Linked DNA regions of Mus musculus: region 2 is linked to region 1. Evidence: chromatin contacts called from public Hi-C data. All regions are on one chromosome and are shown on one strand. Each heading gives the region's core, a stretch centred on a gene start, on an enhancer-like site or on the middle of the called end of the contact. The rest is flanking DNA. Distances are from core to core; before and after follow the strand shown. Region 1 has its middle 25 kb from the start of Uqcrfs1. Region 2 overlaps Exoc2 (exocyst complex component 2).

Region 1 (4,643 bases), core at 871-3,370:
CCCTCCATGTGTACTCTTTGGTTGGTGGTTTAGTCCCTGGGAGCTCTGGAGGGTCTGGTTGGTTGATATTGCTGCTCTTCCTACGGGGTTGCAAACCCCTTCAGCTCCTTCTTGAACTGAATTTTTAAAAAGAAACCTCAACACGAATCAATAATTTCATGGATAACACAAATGTGAAACATAAACGCCATGGGATTTAAACTCAGGTTAAAGAAAAATGAAATGAAGAAATCTGTAAGAAAAAAAAGAGATGGATCGACAGAGAGAGAATTATATTAGCAATGTGGCCAAACCCAGCAAAAACAAAAACAGGCCCTCTCTCACATGCAGATCACAGCTTATACTATATTGTATGTGTATAAATGCATGAGCTACACATGAAGTATAACCTAAAAACTAGAAAGGAGATGGAGAGGTCATAAAAAGAGATGCCAAAGAAAGGAAAGAATGGTGGAGGGACCTGTGTGATATGAAGGTGGGAAGGAGACTGGGGAGGGGAGGACACAGAGGAAGGAGGGGGTATGAGCTGGGGACAGGAATCAACTAAAACAAATGCCATTGTGACACCTAACACTTTGTTTTTTCAAGCCCAGCCACACACAGGTCCGGTATGTACACATTCACAGGTCCAGGGATGACAGCATCACCCCACCAGACAAGTCCCACTGATGAGATTCAAGCACACATTTGTTTTCATCTTGAGGCCTTGGGCTTTGTCTTTCCTTCTCCCTCCTGTCCAAGCCCTGTGTTTCTCAGGGCAGAATCTTTCCTTTTCAGCTCCCAATATTGAGGTTTGACATGGTCCCTTCCTTCCCCACATGAGACTCACATTGAATTACAAGTCACTTGTTGGGAACAGAAACTGAGCTCTGAAGCCAAAGATCATCATGAAGAACTTTTTTTTTTTTTTAATCTTAACATGTAATAAGATTCCGAACCCAGATCAAAAAACAGTTCACTGAATCCATACTGAGAGTAGAGAGCCAAGCTACCACTGCAGGAGGGCAGACGGACACCGCACGAGAGAGGTTGCAGTTTTTTGCTGGGATCTGCAGTGCACAGGGACCTTGGCAGGAAGGCCTGCATGTGACCAGTACACACGGAGCAGCTTAGATGAACTGTGCCCTTCTTCACTAGCTGGGTTTGGGACATGCCTACAAAGGACCATGCTTGGTTTAGTCCATTACTGCATTGCTGACATCATCTTGGCAATCTTAATCATTTTTAGACAAGACTTCCTCATCTCCATTTTGTGCTAGACACCTCCCCCCATCAACTGGCTTGCTGGTCAGTCTAGCCTTTGGGGGGAGAGTACCATTTGAAGACTAGCCTATCCTGGTCATTAAGTGGCCTGTTCTGCTGATGTGAAACTATGGCCTTTGCCAGCTCCATTCCTAACACAGATTTCTAAAAATGAAAAAAAAAAAAAAGTTCCCTTAGTTGGCCTTAGTTGGTTGACATAGCAGCCCAGTTATCTGAGGGATTCTCAGTTGGATTGTCTCAATCAGATTGGCCTGGGGCTGTGTCTATGGGGCATTTTCTTGATAACAGATGCAAGATTGCCCATTCAAATATGGGCAATCCTGGCCCTGAGGTGTGGTCCTGAGTTCCATAAAATGCTGGCTGAGCAAGAGCCAGAGGGGCAAGGCATTTCTCTGGTTTCTGCTTCAAAGTCCTGCCTTGGATTCTTGCTCTGGTTTCCCCCGGACGGACTATAAACTATAAGCTAAAATAAGCCCTTTCCTCCCCTGAGTTGCTTTGAGTTGGTGTTTTATCACAGTGGCAGAGAAACAAGTGCAAACAAACAGCCTTATTTTTCCTTCTTGCCGTCTAAAGCTTAGAACCCACAGGCTCCAGATAGTTTTTCTATATCTTCACTGAGTCCAGGACTTCCAGCATGACCTGAAAGAGGTCAGAGCACTGCCTTCTTTGGGGAATTTGAAAATGCCTTCTCATTTGGCTTATTATTATTATTTCTTATTGCAGGTTAGTGTCTGCTTCAGATCTGTTTACATAGAAATGGCTTCTGGGAGATGCTTTGAAGAGTATCTAGCCACATATCTGTCACTGACCTCAAAGTCATCCTTAGCCAATGGCCTTCCCTGTTGCTAACAGAAACCAAGAAGCCCATTGGCTAGTGTTTTCTTGAACTATGTTTGCACAGGAGCTTCAATACAACCACAGTCAGATGCTTGCCCTCTGGGAAACACATTGAAACACCCTGAATTGTTCCTTTGACAGGGAATAGGAGGGAGAATTGCTTTCCAGGTTTGATGATGACAGTACTGTGAAGGTCACTCCCGGGCAGGTAGAACTTAGAAATGCAGTACTCCCCAAAGCACTTGGGCCCCAAGGCACAAAGTTGGGTATGCACTCATGTAAAGCCTCCAGGCCTTTCTTCATTCCCTACTGAGGCCGAGAACACTCTCACCTCCACACGAGCTCTCTCAGTGGAAGGAAGGCTAAGCATAAGCCAACAGTGTGTAAAGCTCCCAGTGGGCTCGGACCCCTGCCCTGATATTATCTCTTAGAAATACTGCCTGTCATTTGCGCAGTCACCAGATCATAAGTTCATGCAACGCCCGTGCACAAACTGCAAACTTTTTATGTGTCTCAGTGATATTTAAGTTGAGAAGGCAGACAAGGCAAGTGATAGGCACAGCCAGCTTGGCGGGAGTGACCGAGGAAAGGAAGAAACCCCATTGATGGGACTACAAAATTAGGCAGCTCCCTTGGAAGATAAATGTCAGGGAAAGTCTCACTGAAGATGTGAGATGGATTGGCCTCCAGCACATGTGCCTGTTTGGGTCTGGCAGAGGAGGGCACTCTTGGAATAGAGATAGTAGCAGCTGATCCTGGAAGGGACTGACTTATGTATGGTCCCCAAGAATGTTACCAGAAAGACAGGGAGTCCTTCAGGGCCGGGTAGAAGCTTTTGATTAGTATTAGAAGTATCATGAGGCCATTTCTCTGCTGAGGCAGCCACAGCAAGGTAACGAAGCGAATGGATTATGGTTTCAGACTGTATCAGAGGGGCAGAAGACTAGCTCCAAACAGATAATCTAGGTGTCACCTGCAAAGGGAGGTGCTGTTGAGGGTGTAGGTGGTGTGGATATGGAAAGAAACATATTTGAAGATGGGGCAGGGAGTAGTAAGACATAGGTCTTAGGTTTCTAGCATGGGAGACAGTATTACTTGAATCTATTTCCAGAAAAAATGAAATATTTACATTCAAGTCCAAGGTACGCTACAATAAGTTAAAATGTGGTCTTATTTGTTAAAAAAAAGGGACTTCTCACATGTTTATTTATTTCATTTTATTTAAATAAAAATTAGTTGATTAAAGGGGACCACAATGCAATAAGATAGATGATCTTATAGCACAAGAAAATTCAGAGACAGTTTCTGGCACCAGCAAGTTGCCAGGCTGGAGAGAGCAAGGGCTGTGCAGAGTGGGAACTGTTAAACAGGAGTGGGGGTGTGGTCAAGAAGCATCACTGGGACCCCCATTTCTAGGTATTGAGCAGTGGCTTAGCAAGGGGAAAATTCTATAGGAAGGCATCAAAATCTGGAAATAAAGCTTAGTGGGTGGAGAGCTTGCTACAACATGCATGAGGGCCTGGGTGTGGATCCTCAAGACCCATGTGAAAAGCTAGACATGGCTGTAGGCACTGTGTCATCCCTGGGTTGATGTAGGGGAGACAGGAGGATTAGTAAGTCTGCTGGTATTTTCCCTGTTCAGTGAGAGACCCTGTCTCAAGGACACAAGGTGGGTCTGAAGAAGTTCAGGGCATCTGATGGCTTCTTCAGATCACCACAGATGCAGAGAGAGGGGGGAGGGGGAGGGGGAGAGGGGGGGAGGGGGAGAGGGAGAAAGAGGGAGAAAGAGGGAGAAAGAGGGAGAAAAAGGGAGAAAGAGGGAGAAAGGAGAATTTCTTTAAAAAGAGCAAGGAAACCAGTCACAGGAGTCAAAGTCAGGAGGAACATATGGCCACAGCAGCAAGCCCATGAGAAGTGGACACTGTCCTGGTGTCTGTGGACCATCTGAGAGGGTTCTAGCCAAACAGAATGTCACCCTGCTCCTCTGAAGTAGCCAGAAGCCACCACCTGAGAGACAGGGACTGCCTGTCACCTTCTCTGGACTTACTGAAAGCCCAAGATGGCTCAGAGAGTCTTACACGCGTTCTCGCGACCGGCCAGGAAGAACACAGCAAATTTATTGCTTACATCTTCAGGAGCCAGAGAGCAAGAGAGCAAGAGAGCAAGAGCAAGAAAGCAAGAAAAAGAACAAGAACAAGAAAGCAAGGGAGAGAAAGCAAGAGAAAGAAAAAGAAAGCAAGAACAAGAAAGCAAGAGAGAGAAAAAGCAAGAGCAAGAGAGAGAACAAGAGAGAGAGAAAGAATGGCAAAACCCCGTCCCTTTTAAGGAGAATTATCCTCCGCCTAGGACGTGTCATTCCCTGATTGGCTGCAGCCCATCGGCCCAGTTGTCATCACAGGAAAGGCAGAACACATGGCGGGAAAACTGCCCCTGCACGTGTGCAGATTATGTTTACTACTTAGAACACAGCTGTCAGCGCCATCTTGTAATGGCAAATGTGAGGGCGGCTCCCAACAAGAGAGTAACAGGCTCTTGCTTTCAAG
Region 2 (4,229 bases), core at 1,165-3,664, 260 kb before region 1:
GTGACCATACACGATAGCCCAGCATGCATGTGAGCAGTGACCACATGCTAGAGGTCAACGTGTCTGTATGCCCTTATAGTTAGGCAAGGGCTGCTACAGTCTACTGGAAACCCTACTTCCCATCCTTATCCTGCCAGTGCATGTGGAACTACATGTTTGTATGCATGTGAACATGTGAAACATCAAATGGTATACAAAGGGATTATATAGTTCATTATGTAGTAGTTATACTTTATTTTAAGACTAGAAAAACTCCTTTGAAAGATCTTGACAGTGATAGATTTTTAGTGAGAAGTAAAGATACCTCTTTCAAATACACCTGCATTTATTTCTTAGTATGACAGTTTCTCAGTTATGAAAGTCAGTAAATCTAAGGCAGCAAAATAAAGTGGACTTAGTCCTAGACCTTCAGCTTATTTAAATATTAACTCCAGCACACTTCTCATACTCTGCAAGTATGAAACCATCTATTGTGTTGCTGTTGACTGAATTCCTGTTCACTCCTGGGAGAGGGTTCTGCTGTTTTTTCCTATATCTTTGACCGTGGAAATGTATGTTACAGTGGAGCTTTCTGAATCTAGACCACAGCCACCACAATATTCAGACCCAGTTAGCACTGCAAATATACCATTTGACACGTTTTATAAAATAGGCGTTTCTGCATTTAGATCATGTTATAACTTTAGGTGTAAATATACTTGTATTGAGAGGGTTAAAATTTGTATACCTTTGATTTGAACAATCCTATAGACTTTTAGGTTGTACCTCCTGACAGCAAATATGATGTTTTAATCACCGTGGGGAGCCATGAACAAGTCCTTCCTTTGGCAGAGCTATCAGGGAGAGTGAAGGCATTGCATTTCTTTGGCATTAAAAACCTGCATTGAGCTATTGCAGATCACTCAGGATATATCTAGCAGAGAGGATATATCTAGCAGAGAGGATATATCTAGCAGAGAGGATATATCTAGCAGAGAGGATATATCTAGCAGAGAGGATATATCTAGCAGAGAGGATATATCTAGCAGAGAGGATATATCTAGCAGAGAGGATATATCTAGCAGAGAGGATATATCTAGCAGAGCACCGGGAAAGCAAGCTTCTTGTGAGGACAAAGAGCAGCTCAGGGGCTGGAGTGAAATAGCCACTTGAATCCACATGTGTGAAGGAAGATTGCATCGTAAAGAGTCAGAAACAGAATCCCGTGTATGAAATGAGGAGCTGAGCCCTCCTCTATCCTCTTGCTCCCCTTGGATTGTGTGTCTTGTCCTCAGAACCATCTCCGAAAGCTGTTATCGAAGCTCTACAAATAAAGGCTCAGGCAGGTAGACAGCCCCTGGGGAGCCAGAGGCTCACTCAGATCCACCACCCTGCCCTTTCTACGTAACCTCTGTCTTCTGCCATTGGATCCACCAGTGCAGAAGCAGCACTTTGTGTCTTTAATACTCTCAGCAGATTAGTGGCTTGTGCAAAAACATAGGACTCTAGAGACAGACACTTGTACCTGGATTCTTACTGTGGAAATGGGGCTTGACTAATTCACAACTGTTGACTTCTAGTTTTCACATGACCAAACTTTTTAATATCTAGATTGATCCTTTGATTTAATGACTAAAGTTACAACAGTGGGCCACTCCTTCATATGAAAGATTAGTCTATGGAGCTGGATGTTGAGGATGAGGCTCACACCCAGTTCTTTCTCTGCCCCACAGTTGGTTCCAGTGCTGGGGCACCTCACTACAGCTCACTGCTCTCATAAGCCCGAGAGCAGCTCTGCACCTTCTGCACACGGGTGCCAGGCCATGGGCGGGCTCCTCACATGGGCGGGCTCCTCACATGGGTGGGCTCCTCACATGGGTGGGCTCCTCACATGGGCGGGCTCCTCACATGGGCGGGCTCCTCACATGGGCGGGCTCCTCACATGGGCATGCTCCTCACATGGGCATGCTCCTCACATGGGCATGCTCCTCACATGGGCATGCTCCTCACAGCTGACGTGTTTTCCAGAGTCCACAGCTCAGTAGCCTGCTACCCAGCAGTGCTTCCAGCCCAAGCGTCAGGTTTCAATCTTACAATCTTACTGAAATAATATTTTCTTTAAACTGGCCTCCTTGAGATTTTGAAAATTGAACAGTTCCTATTTATGCAATATTATGTTCAGAGTGGTAGTTTACAGTGTGAATAAAAACTCTCATTTGCATGGAGAGAGTGAATCTTTTTTGTTGTTACTTTCACTTTTCCAGTTAAGACTGCTTTCTAATGAAAGGCTTGATGAGGGGATGAGAGAGGGGTGTGTGTGAGTGTGTGTGTGTGTTGGTGTGTTAATGTTGTGTGTGTGTGTAGTTAGTTGAGACAGAGTAGTTTTAATGTGTCAGTTCGTGTTAATTCTGTCTCCTTTGAAGGCTGAAGTTCAGGATGTCAGGGTTATGAGGAACTGGCTGACTCGTGCGCTAATGCTGCAGACTGTTCTGTGACATGCGCTGTTGATGTGATCCATGGTTCCTGTAACACATCACGTAAACTGCTGAGGAGAGGCTGGGGACTTGCGTCCCCCTTGCCTATTTCTAAGTCTTGAAAGCTGTTTTTCTAAACAGCTTTTAATAATAAGGCAGTTTATTGATACTAAGTTCCACTGAATTTTATTTATATGTATATAAAAGTAAACCATGAACTCATTAGTATTTTCATTGCTGGTAATACTTTGTTTTCTAAAGAGTAGAGTTTTCCTATGAAATCCACCATAGTGATCAGTAGGACCACATTTTGATACAGGAAAAGTCCTGGTATAGAAAACAGCACTATAGAGGCAGAAGTTATTATTCACACACTCACAGTAGGGCCACCTTGCCCCTGAGGATACAAGTCAGTATGGGAATGTACACCAAAACAGGGAGACCTGTACTTCCAACAGAAATTTGCTTTCTCCATTACAACAAAAGCTAATTGTATTATGTGATATTTAGGCTTCTTTGTCTGTTATGCCAATACTGATAAAGTTTCTGACTATCTTTAAAAAAAAAAAAAAAAAACAGGCAGTATGTGTCTTTAGAGTATAGTTGAATAGATAGTTTACTTAAAAAGAAAAAAAAAAAAAAAAAACAGCCCAGGCTTCTTTCATGTAATGTTTCAGTTTGACAATTTTAAAAAGTACATTGTGGGATATTTATAGTATTTTTCGATCTATTTTTGTCAGTAGACTAGGAGTGCTAACTGATTTAGGGCACAGGGGTTAAAAACAGGAAATGTGGTGTACGAAGTAGGTTGTCTCCAGACTTTCCAATTTCTTGAAGTATTACCTACCGGGGAGTGCCGGGTTTCAAAACAACACTAGCAGAGAACTTTGAGTTTGTCCATAGAGAAGCAATGTCTGTTGTGCCAGGAAGTGGTTCACGGGAAGGAAGGTCTGCATTCTTGGTATGGCTTCACATGGTACGGCATGCTTTCTGTAACTCCTTTTGAGACTCCAGACAGGCAGAGGAGTGAAAGGCTTGGCTTCGTCCACCTTTACATTTTGCTTAAAATGCTACTTGATTTTTTTTTCAATGAAAAGTTTTGTCAAATTGCTGTTTAAAAGTTTTCAATGAACTGTTGAGTTGGGACATGTTGTAGCACCAGGCAACCCATGGTTAAAATGCATGGAGAAGCAAGACCTCTGTTTCCTGTGGCCTTTTGAATGACAGCTTGGCAGAATCTACCAAGACTGAAAACCCTCCAACGCAGCAGTTCCACCTCTAGGTTATCCTATTAAAATAAAATGAGCTAGGTGATACATCCCTGTAGTCCCAGCACTCGGGATGCGAGGAGGGGGATTATTGCAAATTCTGGACCAGCAGGTCTACAAAGTACATCTACATGTGTACTATATGAGCTCAAACCTATGACATTTCTGGAAAAGACAGAATGGTAGGGGTTTGCGGGGAGAGAAAGCAAGCAGCTTCAAGGTTAATGGAGAAGGAGACATCCATGAGAGAGGCAGCAGTGACGTTTCAGGCACAAAGACTGTCACATCACTGTAGTGGTGAGCATATTCCACTAAGCCGACAGAATGTGCATCTCCAGCAGTGGCCCTGTTGTGGGCCCTGGCCTCTGTTGCTAGGGCCATCAGTGTATCAGCTGTACCCTCTAGTGATGCGGGTGTGTGTGAGCGGGGCAGGCAGTGGGAAAGCTGTACTTGCCTGGGAGGAATCTGTCCTGAGTAGGAGCAGGATTGCATGGGAGGCTGTGTATTT

The links. Hi-C and Micro-C count contacts between places; a contact is called where the count stands out from the background.
Region 2: a contact with region 1 is called in a Hi-C map of bone marrow-derived macrophages, with 24 read pairs. The contact joins two enhancer-like sites. A contact is called at or near these places in 1 of 15 datasets of contacts at CTCF or cohesin (large pre-B cells), 8 of 484 Hi-C or Micro-C datasets (the C10 cell line, CD8 T cells, bone marrow-derived macrophages and 4 more) and 7 of 115 datasets of contacts at active chromatin or transcription factors (CD8 T cells, T-cell acute lymphoblastic leukemia, bone marrow-derived macrophages and 4 more).

Annotation. Positions count from the first base shown.
Region 1 is chr13:30,567,853-30,572,495 of GRCm38.p6, reverse strand. No RefSeq gene overlaps it. Among named protein-coding and RNA genes, the nearest start is that of Uqcrfs1, 25 kb to the right of the region's middle. Within about 2 kb of position 2,120, at least 14 of the 459 cell types and tissues checked have an H3K27ac peak or open chromatin away from gene starts, as enhancers often do. A contact at or near this core is called in CD8 T cells, T-cell acute lymphoblastic leukemia, bone marrow-derived macrophages and 1 more, where this site is marked.
Region 2 is chr13:30,832,741-30,836,969 of GRCm38.p6, reverse strand. The region is part of intron 23 of Exoc2 (exocyst complex component 2); the gene reads left to right. Among named protein-coding and RNA genes, the nearest start is that of Irf4, 86 kb to the right of the region's middle. Within about 2 kb of position 2,414, at least 87 of the 459 cell types and tissues checked have an H3K27ac peak or open chromatin away from gene starts, as enhancers often do. A contact at or near this core is called in CD8 T cells, T-cell acute lymphoblastic leukemia, bone marrow-derived macrophages and 1 more, where this site is marked.